2 separate regions of the Capsicum annuum genome follow, and region 1 is linked to region 2. A link is a contact called in public Hi-C data. All regions are on one chromosome and are shown on one strand. The core of a region is the stretch at or near the end of the contact, and the rest is flanking DNA. Distances in the headings are between cores, read along the strand shown.

Region 1 (5,566 bases), core at 990-3,489, 380 kb before region 2:
GTAAAAATTAACTAAAGATGTTGAGGATGTTGATCTGATTTTATGGATTTGTCATTATCAAAATGGGGGAAATTGTTAATTCCTTACTTTTGATGATTCACAAATCATAACTTGGGACATATTTCCTGAAACCCTTGTTGTGATAACAAAAGCCTCTATGCATTAACAAACGGGTTAGGCTCACTGGTCGATGTCACAATCAATTTTCCAGCTGACACATAGTATAAAAGTTGGTGAAAAGTTATTGCCACCTTTTTGCCTCAACCAATGAGATTACTTCTAGGGTTTTCTTGTGTCTATAATGCTCATCTTCCACAACAAGAAAACCAACAATTCCATATACTTACATTTAAAGATCTTTCTGAAGTGGAGTAGCATTGTAATAAAAGACTGTAACTGTAGCAGGGAACTTATTGCTCATCGTTGATCTTTACTTCCTTGTTATAGTCGAGTCTTTGTAATTTTGTTCTTAAAAGTCTGCCTACATTGCTTATAATTGCAGTAGGGGTTGTGGTGTACCCGTCTCTTGAAATCAACTAGAGTTAGGTGATTGTGTCAAGCTAGGGTTAACTTGAGGAGTCCAGCTAGAGGTAGTTGGAGGGTGGAAGCAGTAAAGTTACTGCTTGATTTCCTTGTAATAGAGTTATTGCTAGGAAATGAAGGATTAGGAGGCTAATCCTTGGAGTCTGTATTCAAGGGGTTTCTTGAATATAGTATAGCTTGAAATCCTGGAGGAAGGTCGTGGTTTTTCTCCCTTGAGTAAGGAGTTTCCACGTAAAAACCCAGTTCTTTACCTTTCTGTACTACTGCACTTTTTACTTTAATTATCTCCTGGTTCTTGTTGTGTGTGTGATTCTCGAAACAGTTTCCTGAGTCGAGGAGCAACTCACCCCCAACCCTTTAAATATCATCCAAGCCTAATAAAGGGCCTCCTGCATAATGGGAGCTCGATAAGAAAGAAGAGGGATAGACAAAGCAAGGATCGGTACTCTTGACTAGGTCTATTTCTTGAAACAACTATTTAGCGTAAATCGTACCACATATGTAAGCTCCCAAAGCCTGGTGTCTCACCATGGGAATGTTGTCTGAAGATCTTTACCCATCCAGTTCATGTTTATTCAAATAAGCCACCATCGAAAGACTTTCTTTTCCTTGAAGGTCATCGTCGGTAGTGAAGCAGCAATGGAAGAAGAAGCAATCGCTCCGGATGAACAGATAACAAAACCACTTTATCATAAACCTAGAAGGGAGTTAGGCTAAATTTATGAGGTATGGAGAATGATAACTAAACACGAAGGAGAGATTAAACCATGATTTCTTTCTTTTCATCCCCGTTCAGCCACAATCTTCGCCACAACCAAGTCACTTCGCCAGATTTTTTAGGATTTTCAACGCTCGAGCTCTATCTATTAGCATATTCGAAATTCCTTCATTTGATTGCCATCTCAGGGCTAAATTAAAGATAACAAGAGAAATTGGAAGAGTTTAAAACCACGTGTAGAGAGAGGAATGTGGCAAGAATTAAACTTGCGATAGGTATTACGGAAGAACATGGGAATACACTTATTTTATGTGCATCAGAAAGAGTTGATAAATTGTATTATCACACAATAGGAGATGCAACTAAAGAGAATAATTGCTCACAACCAACACAAAGAGTCATTCAATCATCCGTGTATAATTAGAGGATTAAAATTGAAGAAGGGAGGAGGGGGGAGCGGGGAGGGAGGAGGGCCGATATATGTCTATGTACGAGAAAGGATGATATAGAAAGATTTCTCTATTCATTCGTACATTTATATTTTGCTCTCTGTATAAAAATATTCCTTGTTGTAATATCGTAATTGCCCTTGACAATGGTCACTGATTTGTTTTGATTGATAACCACCGTGATTTGTTTAGATTGATAACCACCGTTAATAATAGAACCAAAATCACTATTTTTAATTAATTAAAAATTAAATATGAAATGTCAAATATCACAGACTACAACCAAGACAAGACAATAACACAGGACGAAAGCAATTATTTTCTCCTTGATAAAATATAAAATAATAAGCCAACGGATACACGTGTGTGCATAGTCCATGTGTTTTAGTTAGCAGCTAGAATTTGCTGCTTGTTTGTGAATAGTGCGCATGTGGGGTCTGTACATATCGTTTTTAGAAGTGTGCTTTTCGTGTACACTCCCTTTTATCAATCAACTTATTAAAAACGTGTTACATTTTCTTGGCTTGTGGGCGGCCCAACCCCACTACCTAAGAAAACCATTTGTATATATTTCATTCAAAGTGCCCTTTTCTTCTTCATCAATTCTCTCAGCTACCATAACTTAGCTTGATCAAAAAACTTACAAGTCTTGATTTTTTCTCATACAGAGATACAGAAATATCGATCCGAGTTAATAAGCTCCATTCATTTTGTGTAGTTGAAGTTAATTGACGAAAATGAGAAGAAATTGTAACTTGGAGCTCAGCCTTATGCCTCCTCCTCTTCCTGCATTTTCTCCTTACGAATCCTCAATGTAAGCCTCTCTCTCAATGTAAGCCTCTCTCATGCTTTCTTTCACATAAACTTAGTGATTAGTTCTTGTAATTATGGATATTAATATATTATTATTGTAATTATGGATATTAATATATAATTAACACAAGTCTAATATTCAGTTTGGACTAGTGATAAGCATTAGTCCTTGTAAATAATATGCACAATGTATTGATTGTATATTTATTTTTCTTATTACTGTTAGAGAGGACGATAAAGAATTAGAGAAGCAACCGCAAGAACTAACGATATTTTACAACGGAAAATTTGTGGTTTCTTATGCTACTGAGCTTCAGGTATGTGTATATCAAGTTTTAATTTGTTCCTCTTACTGTTTTATTAGTCCATTTTCTTTTTTTTATTTTTTGCAACTCTTTAATTCTAACTTTCGCATGACATGTTTAAAATTGTTCAACACTACACAATTAAATGATATTTCGGTACATTGTACATATTTTTAGTATAAGACCATGTATAAATTGAAATGAAGGCAGCATGTATATATAGAGAGAGAAATAGATAGATAGATATAGATTTAGTATGGACCTTCTGTGCAGCCTTTGCTCATGAATTTTGGATCGCTAACAGGATTTTATCATTTGGTACCAGTAGTACTAGTGATCATGCAACTTCTTGGTATTTTCATTGAAGGTGATCTAATTTAACAAAAGAAAAAATATATAATAAACTGAAATTTCTTATCAATTCCGATAAAGATCATGTTACTTTCAGACACAATAAATAATGCTTTTTTTCATTCTGGACCAAAGTTGTGGGCTACAGAGAATATTTTCAAAAATGTAGAAGATACTGTTCTGGTCATAAAAAACATGTCTAATTGTTAGAAGTTTTATTGAACGGAAATTTCTCACAAATTATTAAGACCCAAGATTTAAAAAAAGAGGTTTTCATCTTTTTCTTTATTTTTTTCTATGAGGCAGGGCTAGGTGATCAAGAGTTGTGCTAGTATATGAATTTGGTTTTAAAAAATGCATGTTCTTATTTTGATAATAATTAATAAATGAGTTGTTTTGTTAATCATCCTAATTTATATCTTTTCCTAAATGCAGGCTAAAACTATAATATATCTTGCAAGTAGAGGAATAGGAGAAAATACAAATAAGATTCCATCGCCAATATCAGAGCCTTCATCACCAATATTACAACCTCACACTTGTCTATTCATGAAGAGATCTCTACAAAGATTTCTACAAAAGAGAAAAAATAGAATTCAAACAGTTTCTCCATATCATCACTAGCTGCTACTGATGGAATTCGACTCCGTTTAATTTCATATGTACATATGTTTGTAATTTGGTGTGACTAATACATAAATTTCATGTGAGAGCTAGAAAATAATAGTTTTTCGGATAGGTGGTTTTAGTTATAAGCATAACAACAGTGCATAACTTATTATGCAGATTTGGCACAATACAAAATTAAATTTCTTCACACACACTCTCTCTATGTGTGTGTATGTGGGTTTTAGAAGAACATCTCTTATGTGGTGACCAGAACTTGATTATTACTTTCTCCTTACACATACACACTTTGGAAAAAACTTCACCCTTCTTACACACCACCACCATTGTCACGCCCAATGGCCAAATGCAGATGCGTTAGATAGGAATACCAGAAACTTCAGATGCGATGACTGCTCCCATCAAAAGAAATTTAAAATCGACTTATGTGAATTCTCTCTCTTGGTGGTAGACTGGTAGTTCATAAATAGTCCCTATGTTTCAATTTGGATAGATTTTAAGAAAAAATTTGAATCTTCTCCTCTTAAAAAAAAAAAAAAAAAAAGGCAGCTCCGGTGCACTAAAGCTATCGTTATGCGCGATGTCCAGGTAAGGGTCCCACTACAAGGGTGTATCGTACGCAGTCTTACCTTGCATTTCTATCAGAATCTGTTTCTAAAACTTGAAAAGGTGACCTCCTGATCAGATGAAGACAACTTTACCAGTTACTCCAAGTCTCCCCTTCAATCTTCTGCTTTTAAATTAAAGATATATAGATTAAAATGCCCAAATTTAATCATGTGTATAAAATATATCATGCAAAAAATTGGAATTAAAGAATTGGTAAAGAAGTAAAGAGAGTGTCTGCAGCACCCATTGAGCCATTGTAACACCATTAAGTGTGACCGAAATTATCCCGTAAGATACACATGTTTTTAATTTCATTCTACGAGTCACGCTTGCTCTCTGTGTTTATCATCAATGCAATGAGGTGGCACATTTGACATTAACCCCCACACCCACCCCACCAAATTGGGACGAGCATTCTCGTTGATGTTTGCTCCATCATTTCGATAAAAGAGTCTTTTTTTTCTTTGATACTATCTGTAGCGTCTCTAGTCAAACTATAATGAAATTTTTTTATAATTAGTAAATTTATAGCTATAATTAGAACTTTTATAACAATTATTTCATAATTACAAAAAGTAGTAAGTTATATTTTGTATTTTATAAAAGTGTTGCTATTAAAATACATATACAACAAGATTTATTATTTCTTTTACTTAATCAATTGAGTTAAATAAGGAAACAGTAAATTCCTTTTAGGAAACAATAAAATCCTTTTTCAAAAATTACTGCAGTAGATTTCTTTTCCCTAAATTACTCTTACTTCAATTAATAGATTCATTTTCCAAATCAAACTCAAATATGAAACATTGTTATATTCATGATCTTCAAAAATTCAAAATAAAGCATCATTATTAATTTTTTTTCTATCTTTCACTCTCTTATATCTCTAACCTTTTTTCTTGTTAATTTTTTTGATCTTTTTTTAATTGTTTTATTTTTTTATTTTGATTTTTTTTCTTTCCACTTTATTTTCTCTCTTTTATTTCTCTTTTTTTTTCTTTTTCGTTTTTTCCTTCTTCTTTTTTGTTTTCTTTTTTTTTCCTTTCTCATTTTTTTTTTTTTTTTCCTTTTTTCTTTTTTTTCTTCTTTTTTTCTATTTTTTTTCGCTTTTATTTTTTTTTTTACTCTTCTATGTTGATCTTTTATTTTTA
Region 2 (5,020 bases), core at 1,553-4,052:
ATTCTTTTCACCTGGTTCTCCTTCCAAAGGAGTTTGTTTCCTAGCAGTTACAAAATTTCCATTTGGTGGTTTTTTTTTCCCTTTTCTGGTTGTTATTCCCTTTATTAAATTTTCATGGTATGACTACAATAGCCTGCATTATAGTGATGTAATTGGTATGTCCATTATATTAGCCAGAAAAAATAAAGTATTTGTGGATCAGAAACTTCTAACCAGTATTTGTGATACCATTCTAAGTGTACTCAATATTTTTTTTTGAAAAGATGCTTATCTGCATTGTATTGCATACATGGCGGGTGCCTACCTGAGAAACCCCTCTTTCCACCAGTCTGCTAATAATTCTATTGCCGCTATTTGGATTTCAGGTATCTATAGCTTCTTTAGAAGATATTATTCTGGATTTCTGGTGCATGGTTGGTCTCTTGCCCATGCTACTTTTTCTTAATTAGTAGGGATTCTTTTCACCTTGTCCTCCTTCCAAAGGAATTTGTTTCCTACCAGTTACAAAATTTCCATTCGGTGGTTGTTTTTTTTCCTTTTCTGGTTGTTATTCCCTTTATTAAATTTTCATGGTACGACTACAATAGTCTGCATTATAGTGATGAAATTGGTATGTCTGGTATATTAGCCAGCAAAAATGAAGTATTTGCAGGTCAAAAACTTCTAACCAGTATTTGTGATACCATTCTAAGTGTACTCAATAATTTTTTTGAAAAGATGCTTATTTGTATTGTATTGCATACCTGGCGGGTGCCTACACCTGAGAAACCTCTCGTCACCAGTCTGTTAATCATTCTGTTGCCGCTATTTGGATTATGATTTCTTTGTTGTTACTTGACTTGCATTACCTTTTTTAAATCTAAATTTCTTATAAGTCTCTCTCTTTTCTTACTTCTATCTTTTTTGAATATAAGAAACTTAGGTAAATATAGTTATGTAATGTTATAATTATTTTTATGTCCTTGAAAAGGTGTTGGACATTTTTATGTAAAACAAGTGAAGCTTAAAAATCAGAATTATCTGTGAAACCTGAGAATGAAAGAGAACTTTCTGAATAGATTTCATCAAGGATTTATCAGTTATCACTGATGAGTTGGGGAAGTCCTTAACATGGTTGTGTAGTATGCTTAATTACTCACTTGAGAAGTTATAGTAACTTCGCATATCTGTACCCGTCCAAGCCAGTAAAGGTTGGACTGTTCTCCCATTTCAACACAAAGAAACTTGAATTCATGCAAAGCTGAAGCAGCCTGTGAAAACCTGGACACCTGTACATCACGAAGAATATATATAGGAAGTACTAATTATAGCAGAATAACCTTGCGGAGAATAGCTGCAGATTCAAGCAGATGTTGTACAGTATAATTCTGGCAATTTAATATCAAAGCAAAACTCTTCTAAATGCCACAACTGGCTCTAACAAATTCATATGTAACCGTGCTTGCTTTAAAGTGCGCTTCCAGTCCATGTCTAGACATGATAACTGCAATTTTAGCCAATTTATGAAGAATGAGGTTGAGCACTTTATACATAGTAAAGGTTAAATTTCAAATGCTGCACTAGTTGATGAAACCAGCAAGGGTGTCAATTATCAATCAGGAGCTTGAATTGTAGAGAAGCCCTGTAGAGAGCACGAGTTCCTGGGTAAGTAGAGGCAAGGCTGAATATATGTACTGCAATTTTAGCCAATTTAAGAAGAATAAAGTTGAGGTGCTATTAGATGGGATTGCGGTGCCTAAATGCAGTGGGAAAGAGGAAAATTAGTCAATTTATATGGTCTCGGGCAATCCTCATCTCTTGAGCTAAGTTTGCGGTTGAGTAAGGGTCCAAGGTCTATTTCTTTATCACTATTGTCACTACTATTATTATTGTTATTATTTTGTATATTATGGGTCCAAGATGAGCTTACATAGCGTAGCATAGTAGTGAGAATATACTGCTGACCCAACTTGCTTGGGATTGAGGCGTAATTATTGTTTTTTTTTTAAATCATAGAGAAACAGAAACCATACAATACCTGAGCACTTGATGGGAGTACAAGTGTAGTTGATACCTTCGGTATCTTCAACAAATCAAGCATCTTGCAAGATGAAGTCCAGCGTGAATCTCATGCCATCCCCAGGTGATAAAGTATCTGCAAAAAAATGGTAAAACTTAATAAAGGATCTGTACTAACATATTTAGTTATTCTTTCACATATAAGTTCATTCATAAGAGGGAATTTTAAGCATAATCTAAAACATGCAAATGGAAAACCACCAATTGCCAGCCTGAGTGGTCACCAATTATGGACATTTTCCATAGGTCTTAAGATTTTAGAAACTTCCATTAGTTTAAGTTTTGATCAATATGATAAGTTCTGCGACGTGTAGGGAAAGTTGAATTTTCCTTCTCCATGTGATGTTTTGGAAGTTACTTTCACCAAAATCAACCCAAAAGGTAGCTCATGTCCTAAAGATTGCCCAAGACCATATTACACCTCTCACAGATATGTGATACTCGATAACACCCCCACCCCCACCCCTTACCCCCAAAGAAAAAAAAAGAAAAACCCAACCCCGATTCAGGAATTAAGACTAACGTCGAAAATATAATATAGCCCAACATCAGGTAAACTAAGAAGTGGGATGATTTTGGCGCAATACGTGGACCTTGGGCAAATCTCAAACCAAAAGGTAGCTCATGAGTGAAGATTGTCAAAGACTATAAAAAGAGATCATATTACACCTCACACTTATGTGGGACTCAAATTTACACTCCTAAGCTAAATATATAGTACAACGCAGAATAATCAAACTGGACAACTGTCCCATTGCATCTGACACTAGTAAAAGTGCCCACCAAGACAATGCTTTATCAAATTCACTGTTATACCTAACCTTTTTAACATGGTTGTGTATACTTAATTACTCGATCGAGAAGTTATAGCAACTTCCTACCAAGATATTGCTTTCTTCATCAAATTTACTATACTTAACCTATTAAGTTCTTTTTTAGAACGTATCCTTAGCAAATGTTTTAAATGGTTTTCCTTGAATGTCTAGCAATTTAAATGTTTTTTTATAAAGCATCACTTACATAAGGAAAAAGGCCCATTTTCTTATCACGCATGCACATTGTTTTCATTTTATTTCATGAATATTTGCAAGTCAACGACTGCAATTTAGTTCTCATATGTTTATTTCATTTTGAATGTGTAGGAACAATGGGGTCATCAAATTTGAATAGTGATCACGACAATTCAACTTGATCTAGATTGAAGTGAATGATGAAGAATTTTTGAAATATTTTGATATACGTTTAAATACATTTGGTTTTGTGTGGAACGCTGGAACTTAGTACAAATCTTTAAAATGTTTTCTAATTAGTATGTAAAAGACTTGTTTTTTTTAAGTTCATTGCAAATCTATGCACTTCAATTATTTATTGGTTAATTGGTCCGTGAGATTATATATACACATGTATGTATCTATAATGTGCTTAGTGATGTATACATTTCGATCAGAATAATTATTTTTCATTAGAAATTATGTACTAACATTTTATATGCCTAATGCCATTTTTGTAAAATGTGGCTTGAATTATCAAATTTTAGGTAATATTGCTACACTTCAAAAGTGTGGCTTTTTTATTAAATTGTGGCATTTATCTAAAACATGCTTACACTTTACGGGTGTTGTCATAGAGAATGTATAAAAGGCTATGATTTTGAAGTGTGGTTGGTAATAAAAAAAGAGGCCACATTTTTTAAGTGTTGTTATAGAGGTGCTTAAAAGGCTACGCTTGTGAAGCGTGCCCAATAGCAAAACAAAGGCAACACTTATAAGTGTAGCTTTATCAAATAAAAGTGTTGTCAATGACAAGCTACAAAGCATATCCTTTATACCTTTATGGCCATGCTTTTTAAAGGTAGCTGATATGGCAGCACTTGGAAAGTGTGGCCTTTGATCAAAGGTTACGCTTTTTTAGGCGACCCCCCAAAAAGTGTTGCCTAAAGTCTAGAGTGGCAATAGGACTAAAATATTGTATTGTATGTGAATTGAGGTCACAAAAATCTCCTAACTCAAAGATGAGTTGAGGACTTTTCTATCCATAGAATTTTAATGGATTTTCCAACTAAGGTCCACTTTAAATGTGTGTATCTCCTAGGTTATAATGATTCAGGTGTCCTATTATATAGCAAATAAAAGATCTTTGAGTCTTCTTTCCAACGCATCTGATTTTACCTTAATCTGATATCGGAGTAGAAAGTTATGCTTATTTTAATTCAGAGTGTATGTTTGTCAATAAGGTGACGACTTGAGGTGATAAGCCGTCAACTAAGGGACGAGCTATCAACCTCATCATTAGCCTTAACTAAAATGTCACAAAATCCAGTTATAAGGTGACGACTTGAGGTGATAAACCATTAAATAATTACGAGCTATCAACCCCGTTGTCAGCCTTAACCAGATCATTAAGAGAAGGTGATGATTAGGTTGATAAGCCGCCAGCCAGTTGACAGGCTATCAACTAAGTCATCAATTGAAAAATTTTGCAATTTTTATTTTGTTTTCCTAGGGGTATTTTGTTTTTTCCTCACCTCAAATTCTGCCCCTACGACTTAAAAACATAAGGAGGCATTATTTTCCCCCATCCTCAATCACTTAACACGTTTTCCTCCTCCCATCATCAAGATTAGGGTTCCTCACCCAAAAATTCATCCTTCAAGTCCCAAGATTCAAATTCAAGAATATCAAGAACATCAAAATTAGGGTTCCTCACCCAAAATTCAAGCCTCCCTTCCCAAGAACAAGAAATTCAGGCTTTCTTGCTCAAGAATTCAAGCATTCAAGTTCCAATTTCAAGCTTCTTCAAGAATTCGTTCAATTAAGGTATGTGGGGTTTAGGAAAAAGGATATTCTTTCATCCTTATGCCCAAAACTTATTTTAAAGTTAAAGTTATATGATTTGCAAATTAGGGTTCATACCCAAACTATCTTTTCTTGAGTTTATGAGATTATCATGTGATTGAAAAATT

The links. A called contact is a pair of places that touch in the nucleus more often than the background predicts.
Region 1: a contact with region 2 is called in a Hi-C map of placenta, with 3 times the contacts expected there. The contact joins the promoter of LOC107838868 here to the enhancer-like site in region 2. A contact is called at or near these places in 2 of 5 Hi-C or Micro-C datasets (leaf and placenta).

Annotation. Positions count from the first base shown.
Region 1 is chr8:123,634,852-123,640,417 of UCD10Xv1.1, reverse strand. It overlaps LOC107838868 (protein TIFY 5A), which reads left to right and starts at 2,239. Exons shown (of 3, transcript XM_016682106.2): 1 at 2,239-2,524; 2 at 2,750-2,840; 3 at 3,615-4,072. The coding sequence starts at 2,448. The coding sequence ends at 3,803.
Region 2 is chr8:123,253,758-123,258,777 of UCD10Xv1.1, reverse strand. LOC107838867 (a long non-coding RNA gene) reads left to right here. Exons shown (of 5, transcript XR_001664818.2): 3 at 366-413; 4 at 1,996-2,147; 5 at 3,201-3,393. Among protein-coding and RNA genes, the nearest start is that of LOC107838867, 4.0 kb to the left of the region's middle. Within about 2 kb of position 2,802, at least 4 of the 5 cell types and tissues checked have an H3K27ac peak or open chromatin away from gene starts, as enhancers often do. A contact at or near this core is called in leaf, where this site is marked.